2 separate regions of the Mus musculus genome follow, and region 1 is linked to region 2. A link is a contact called in public Hi-C data. All regions are on one chromosome and are shown on one strand. The core of a region is the stretch at or near the end of the contact, and the rest is flanking DNA. Distances in the headings are between cores, read along the strand shown.

What was found. Hi-C and Micro-C count contacts between places; a contact is called where the count stands out from the background.
Region 1: a Hi-C map of cumulus cells shows a contact between it and region 2, with 1.7 times the contacts expected there. The contact joins two enhancer-like sites. A contact is called at or near these places in 12 of 484 Hi-C or Micro-C datasets (B cells, the HL-1 cell line, the HPC-7 cell line and 9 more) and 2 of 115 datasets of contacts at active chromatin or transcription factors (CD8 T cells and embryonic stem cells).

Annotation. Positions count from the first base shown.
Region 1 is chr13:35,869,227-35,872,553 of GRCm38.p6, reverse strand. Cdyl (chromodomain protein, Y chromosome-like) reads right to left here. Exons shown (of 10, transcript NM_009881.3): 9 at 833-976; 10 at 1-42. Among named protein-coding and RNA genes, the nearest start is that of Rpp40, 35 kb to the left of the region's middle. Within about 2 kb of position 1,758, at least 37 of the 459 cell types and tissues checked have an H3K27ac peak or open chromatin away from gene starts, as enhancers often do. A contact at or near this core is called in Sertoli cells and granulosa cells, where this site is marked.
Region 2 is chr13:35,815,718-35,819,110 of GRCm38.p6, reverse strand. Cdyl (chromodomain protein, Y chromosome-like) reads right to left here. Exons shown (of 10, transcript NM_009881.3): 5 at 2,536-3,202. Among named protein-coding and RNA genes, the nearest start is that of Rpp40, 89 kb to the left of the region's middle. Within about 2 kb of position 1,255, at least 37 of the 459 cell types and tissues checked have an H3K27ac peak or open chromatin away from gene starts, as enhancers often do. A contact at or near this core is called in Sertoli cells and granulosa cells, where this site is marked.

The DNA.
Region 1 (3,327 bases), core at 509-3,008, 53 kb before region 2:
CTTCATATTGCAGCGCACCAGGGCTTTGGATTCCTCCAGGACCTGTAGCAGTGAGGGACCATCAGTCAGGGGACGGCTGTCTATAGGCACTAAAGCTTTGCTCACGTGCGTGCGAGCAACCACTAAATTATCACATGTCAGTTCTATCACAGGTTAGCACAGTTAGCCCTGCGTATCTGAGTTCCACATTCCTGAGACTCAACAACGCCAGACTGGAAATATGCAGAAAAACCAAACAACGTTCATGCTAAATATGCAGATTTCACTTTTCATCTAAAAATCTAGCACAGCCTTTACTCACAGTGCTGCACCGCGACAGCCACCAGAAGTCACCTACAGAGGTGACCTCAAGTGTATGCAGAGGTACACGCAGACTACAGCAGGCCATGTTGTGTAAGGGATTTCAGTGCTTGTGGATTCTGATCTCCATGGAGGGATGCGTGGTGGATACAGAGGGCTGTCAGGATATTTAACAGTGCTACTCAAACTTGAAACAGCCCAAGCTATTTGTTTGAGATGGTTTGTTACTCAGACCCACACCCACCACTGGACCAGCCCTGACACACCACTACTGCTGTGGGATGGCATGGAACCCAGTCACTGAAAACCCTGGCCTCCACCTATGGGTACCTAAGCACGTGACTGCACCAAAGGACTTTGCAGCCAGTAAATGGTTAGCACTGGTGGTGGCACCCGTGCACAGGACAAGGAAGACTAGGGGAACACATTGGAACACGCTGCCAGTCTAACTTAATCTCTGTGGAGGAAAAGCTTTTCATTCATTATTAAAGAAACAAAAGAAAACAAAATAAGACAAGATACTGTAACGTACAACTGGGTTACATGAAGCCAGCTCCTTGATTCGAACCATGACTTCCTGTGTGAAGGTTCCTGGCCAAAACACCTGGGAGACCAGACCCTTGCCACAGGCCTCCTGTGCCGTCAACTTCCGCCCACTGAACAGCATTTCATTCGCCTAAAAGGAAAAAGAGTTGACATGCTGTGAGACACCAGAGGGGATGGGTGGAGATGATGTCTTGGAACCCCAATCCTCAGAGACACAAGCTGAGGATGGAGTTCTGAGGGGGTCTACCTCATATCCTCTAGTGGTCACAGACCATGGACAAACCATGACCAAGTGGGTGGGTGCCAAGAGTAACACCATGGGCCAGTTAAAACAAAACAAAACAAAAAGTCATGATGTGATTCAGGTTCGCATGGACTTGGCTGAAATCCAGATTCGAGACTGTTTTGTGGTTAAGTCTGAGGTTGCTGGTGTAACTTCCCCTACATACGAATTTCTTCTTCCCACCCAAGGAAACTCCATTAATAAGAGTAGGTAATTTGTGTTCTAAAGGAACTGAACCCAACATAAAACTATGTATTTTCCACAAATGTTGTAAAGATAGTGGCATGTCACTGCTGACTGGGTCACACCTCAGAAGCCACACATTTGTCATTTGTCAGAGAGTGACTATCCAGAAGGAACTAGGTGTGGTTCTGTTAAGGATGTCCATTTTAAGAGGGTCTCAGTTACCTTAAGATTGACTGGATAAAACTAATATAACTTTGCTTTTAAAAAATGACAGAGGTATCTATTGGATTCAGGGCTAAGCTCAAGCCCTGGCATAAGGTGTACAGATGTCCTATCACTAAATGGCAGGGGAGGCAGGCTAAGACAGACTGTAAGAGTAGCTGACATGCCCGTGACCTGATTGTGGCTTGCCTTGCACAGATAAATCCTGCCGAGAGCCCGTGGTCCTGAGCATGTGCTTCTCAGCCATGGAGAGACACCGCAGTGACCAAACAACCGTCGGATCACACCGAGGATCTGAGTCTTGCACAGAGCAAACAGTACACGTTGGAGACCAAGTGTGGCAGCTGACTAGATGCCCTTTACCAAGGCAGACAGTGTATACAGGGCTGTGTGTGTGTGTGTGCGCGCGCACACACGCACACAGACAAGAACAGTTTGCAAGGTTTTGAGTTTATCATCTAAAGAGTAGCTAGCAGGCAGTCTGAGCTTAGTCTTGCACAAGCTCAGAAGCCTGGATTGTTCTCTAAATGGACGGCCTCTCAGTGAAAAGACCATCTATAACATGTATAAAACCCGGATGTGGCCTTATTATGGTAGTTAAGATCGTTTCTCCACAGGAATACTCCAGGGAGATGAGAAAGGATGAGGAGAGCCCAGCCCTCCTTCCCCTCTCAAGAGTTCCCGAGTACCTGGGATGCTCTTTCCCAGACTGCACTTCTTTAGTGATGTCACCACCACTCACTCATTCAGTTAAGTGTGTCCTCAGGACAGCAGATACCAATGAACCTGCCAGCAGGCCCAGCAAGGCTGTCTGAGCATTTCTTCCTGGGCTCTCCTGTGGTCTCCTCCAATCATTCCTTCTTCCCCACTTTGTTTTGTTTTGTTTTTCGTGACAGGGTTTCTCTGTGTATCCCTGGCTGTCCTGGAACTCACTTTGTAGACCAGGCCTGCCTCTGCCTCCCGGGTGCTGGGATTAAAGGCGTGCGCCACCACCACCTGGCCTTCTTCTCCACTTTTGAGACCCAGACCAGCACTTAACTCGGACTCCTGCTCCAGCCTCCTAACACACCCCACTTCCTGACCTCTGGATGGCAGCTCCCAGCTCTCAGTACCGCTTTCTTCCTGTGTCAACCTCTTCCTTGTGTTGCCTGTTTGGACCAATCACAACTGTCTCTGCTCTGGCCTACATTTTGTCCTGGCAGCTCATCTCCCGTCTCCTGGTCTGCCTGGCTCCACAAACATTTGTTATTAGACAGTCTTGTATGGTTTGTGTTTTCCCCTCCCATTTCACAGGGTTGGAATGTGTAGGACAATGAAAGGAATTTTAAATTTTATCTAAGAGTGTAAGAGACAGGGCTGATTCAAGGCTGCTAATGTATTCCACTTAAACAGGCAGTGAGTCCATTTAAGACAAAGTCTTGAAGAACCAAGGAATCCAACCACCACCAACAAATAAATACCCATTAAAAACCAACAACAACAACAACAACAACAACAAAAACCATTTCCTTGGGCAGACTAAATAGACAGAGCCCTACCTTGCCAATCTGCCGTGGTCTTAAGATGAGAAGTTTTAAAAGTGTAGGGAGGAAGATGGGCAGATCACACTGTTTCAAGATGACAGCTCTTGTGGGTGAATGTGGAGTTTGAAATCAGTCCCTGGCTTGGCAAACCTTCCTGTACGCACATACACACACACACCCACACCCACGATGGCCACTGGTTAAGCCTGGGTTATCCTTTCTGTTCCCCTTAGCAAAGGCTACCAAAGTGTCGTCTACTGTACTGGC
Region 2 (3,393 bases), core at 6-2,505:
AAAAACCTCTCGCTGCCTCAGGAGGGAGTACTGGTCTACCTGAGTCTTGTTCTGCTGCTTTTGTATCAGTCCTTACTTGCTCAGAAAGGACTCGCCAGTGGTACTCACTCTTATAAATCTGCAAGTCTAGACTCGACATAGGCTGGAAGGAATCAGTTCCTATTATCCTAAAAATATCCTCAAGTGGCTTCTATTCACCCCCTCAGTGTAGACTGTTCTCATCAGTATTCCAGCACAGGGTCGATTAACAAGCATTAAGGCAAGCATGAACTGTGAAGAAGACAGGCTGGGATACTTCACAACCATCCGAGCTCCACAGCAGGACTAGAAGCTGAAGCTCTTAGGCCCGTATACCCTTTGCAGCAGTGTAGGAACTTTGTAAAAGTGGGAAGCCATCAAATTCCCCAAACTGGAGCCAGTACTCTTCTTACACAAGAATCTGAGGGTTTGGCTGAGGGTGGGTTTTGCAGACTGTGGAAACTTAAGAGGGGCACAGTTCACGCTGGGGCATGAGGGAGCATGTGTTGACATGGCAATCTACCAAAGCTGGCCTCCTGGGTTTAGAGTAGTACACTTGGAGTCTCACCTTTGCTGAGTCCAAGGTTTGAATGTCATATGTTCCCTCCCATGAACAGAACACATAGAAACTACTGAGAATGATAAACGAGGATCGCTGGCCTTTGGAAGCCTTTACGGTCTACTTGGTAGTTTATAAACGCCTAAAAATGGTGACTTCCTGTTGCAGGGACTAGTAAAATTAAGAGTCACACAGGCATTGTCAGGACTCAGCTGTCCCTGTAGCAGACACAAGCACATGGGTAGTTCATACACAGATGAACACAACTGTGTTCTAGCCAGACTTTACACAGACACACAATTCTATTTCCACATGAACAGTCCTCTTGTCATTAGGAAAAAGTGAAGCTCACTCTTAGCTTGCATGCCATACAAAACCAGGTGGTGAGTGGTATCTGCCTTATAGGCTGTCCTTTGCCAGCCACTGTACTAGTGCTTGTCTATGTCCATAAAGTCATCAATACAGAAACAGATGCCCCTCAACTAGTAGAGGCACCATGGGGAGAACACAGGAAATGAATGGAGACATTTGTTTTGATTCCTTCTGTGTCTGTGGCTCTTTCTACAAACTTTCATTTTCTCTGGACTTGGGAAACAAGAGCTCACTAGCAGATGATTAATAGTATTCTCTGCCTCTGAATGTCTATGACCCTCATGGCCATGGAATGTCAGCAGGACCTTGTGTCTAGTGTATATCTGGGAAATGCTGGCAAGACATCAGGTTTCAGTTACTAGCTAGCTGAGGTAGCATACACGGGTCAAGGCCAAGAGGAAAACTTGTTGCACATACCACGGCAGGATTGCTAACAATGCTAATGTGATTCTTTCCTGTGGGGCTAAGTGGCTCCCCAAGAAGCCCATAGACTATCTATGAGGTTCGAGCTGTGAGGACACACTGTAAGAGGGCCAGGAAGGGAAGGGGTTCAGGAGGTAGAGCCTGAGATCCAAGTGAAGCTCAGGGGGCAGACGAGAACCACAGCTCAGGGTATGCTGTCATGATGCCCGCACAGGTTGGGGCAGGGGCCCAAGGGTACCCAGAAGTGTTCCTGCTGCTTAAGGAGGTGAGCTCACTAGCTTGGTCAGAGGATACCACTCTGTCCATTATATGAATGAAAAGGATGGGAGATGTCAGAAGGCAGGTAGCAGGAGAGCTATGGAAAGCTACTGTAGAGTTAGCTGCTGGGAGTGTGACTCAATACAGCCCCTGTATGGTTAGCATGTGGCTCTGGGTTTCACTGGAAGTCTCTTATACAGAATAAAATCTAAAACTAGCAGTGGCAAGAAGACAGGATCAAGACTGTGAAAGACCAGCATGGCCAGTGGGGTCTGAATGAGAGAAGTATGAAAAACAGGCAAGCATTAAAGTGTGATGAGCAAGAGGAAAGGGGAAAGGCCCCTGGAAGGCCATCTTAGGAGATGGGCAGGTCATGGCTACTGAGAAGCAAGAAGATGGTGACAGACAGCACCCGGCTGAGCAAGCTTCTACTCCCAAACAAGATGCAACAGATGTGACAGGTGTGACATCGAGAAACAGACCAAACTCCTAGAGACACCCTTCACTGGAAGCATTTCTGTTGATTCACATGGGCAAGCAAAATAAAGGGTATGGTGTTTTAATCCATGCTGGCCATGTGAGAAACCGCAGGTAGGTTCTTAACCAAGCTGTGTGTAAGAGATGTAGATGGCGTCATAAAACCTGCTATAAAAATACCACCAGACTGTTTAGGGAGAGAGCCTGTACAGAGCGGTGCAGTGTGGCACAGCCATGGGTGCAGGAAGAGCCAGTGCTGATTTGTGATGAGTAACAAGGGCTTTGAAGAAAGAAAAACATCAAGACCTCCCAAAGGCCTGGGACCCACCCCACCCCCACCCCAGGCTTTGAGGACCCTTCTAGAGGATCCCTCTAGCATCACTGCCCAGCATGTGAACAAAGCCTTTCACACTCCTGTGGACACTCACCTTTTCCATTAACAGCTAAGCCTGTGGCCATGGCAGCAGTCACGGGGCCAGAAACCTGAGGCACTAGTGGATGTATTCGGGGCCTGCTCCCCATCCTGGCTCGCTCCGCACCAGGGCCCAGCAAAGCCCCAGTGGGCTTCTCTGCAGTCACCTCTGGGGCTACAGTGTCCTCGGCACCCTGATCCACAGGGTCCAGCTTCTCGGGGCTCTCCCCCTGAAAGCCATCAACCGAGGTCCTGCCCTTAACGGGGCTCTTAGGCACGAGAATTTTGATCCCTGACTTGGCGAGGTCCATGTTCTTGCGGTTTGCAAGAGATGGGGCTGGGTTTTTCCTGAACTTCTGGCTGGCAGCCAACAGCTGGCTGCTTTTGGACTCATGATCTTTGCCTACCACAAGTGCTTTGGAGTTGGTCTTGGAGAGAGTGCTGTGGGTGGACCTGGAAATCTGCTTCCGGGCGTTGCTGGGGGAGGCTCTGCTGGCACGAGCCAGGCTACCTTCCTTTTGCCTCTCGTTGTGGCGCCGGTTGAAGTCATGGATGTATTCCTCACAGTTCACCAGGTGCTGCTCAGGCTCCCACGTGTCATCCTCACTGTCATAGCCTTTCCACCGCACCAGATATTCTGTCTTCCCTTTCTTGTTTTTCCTTTTGTCAACGATACTTTCCACCTATGTGTGAGAGAAAGGTTAGAAACAAACCTCATTACTCGAGAAAGCTACAAGTTTAACAAGGAAACATTCATTAGCATCGCCAACACCATCACCACCTCCACCAACATCATCACTGCCACCTGCCATACAAGCAACTCCTTTGCAATGAGCTCAAACTACATGCCTACATTTTATATTCAAAACGTATG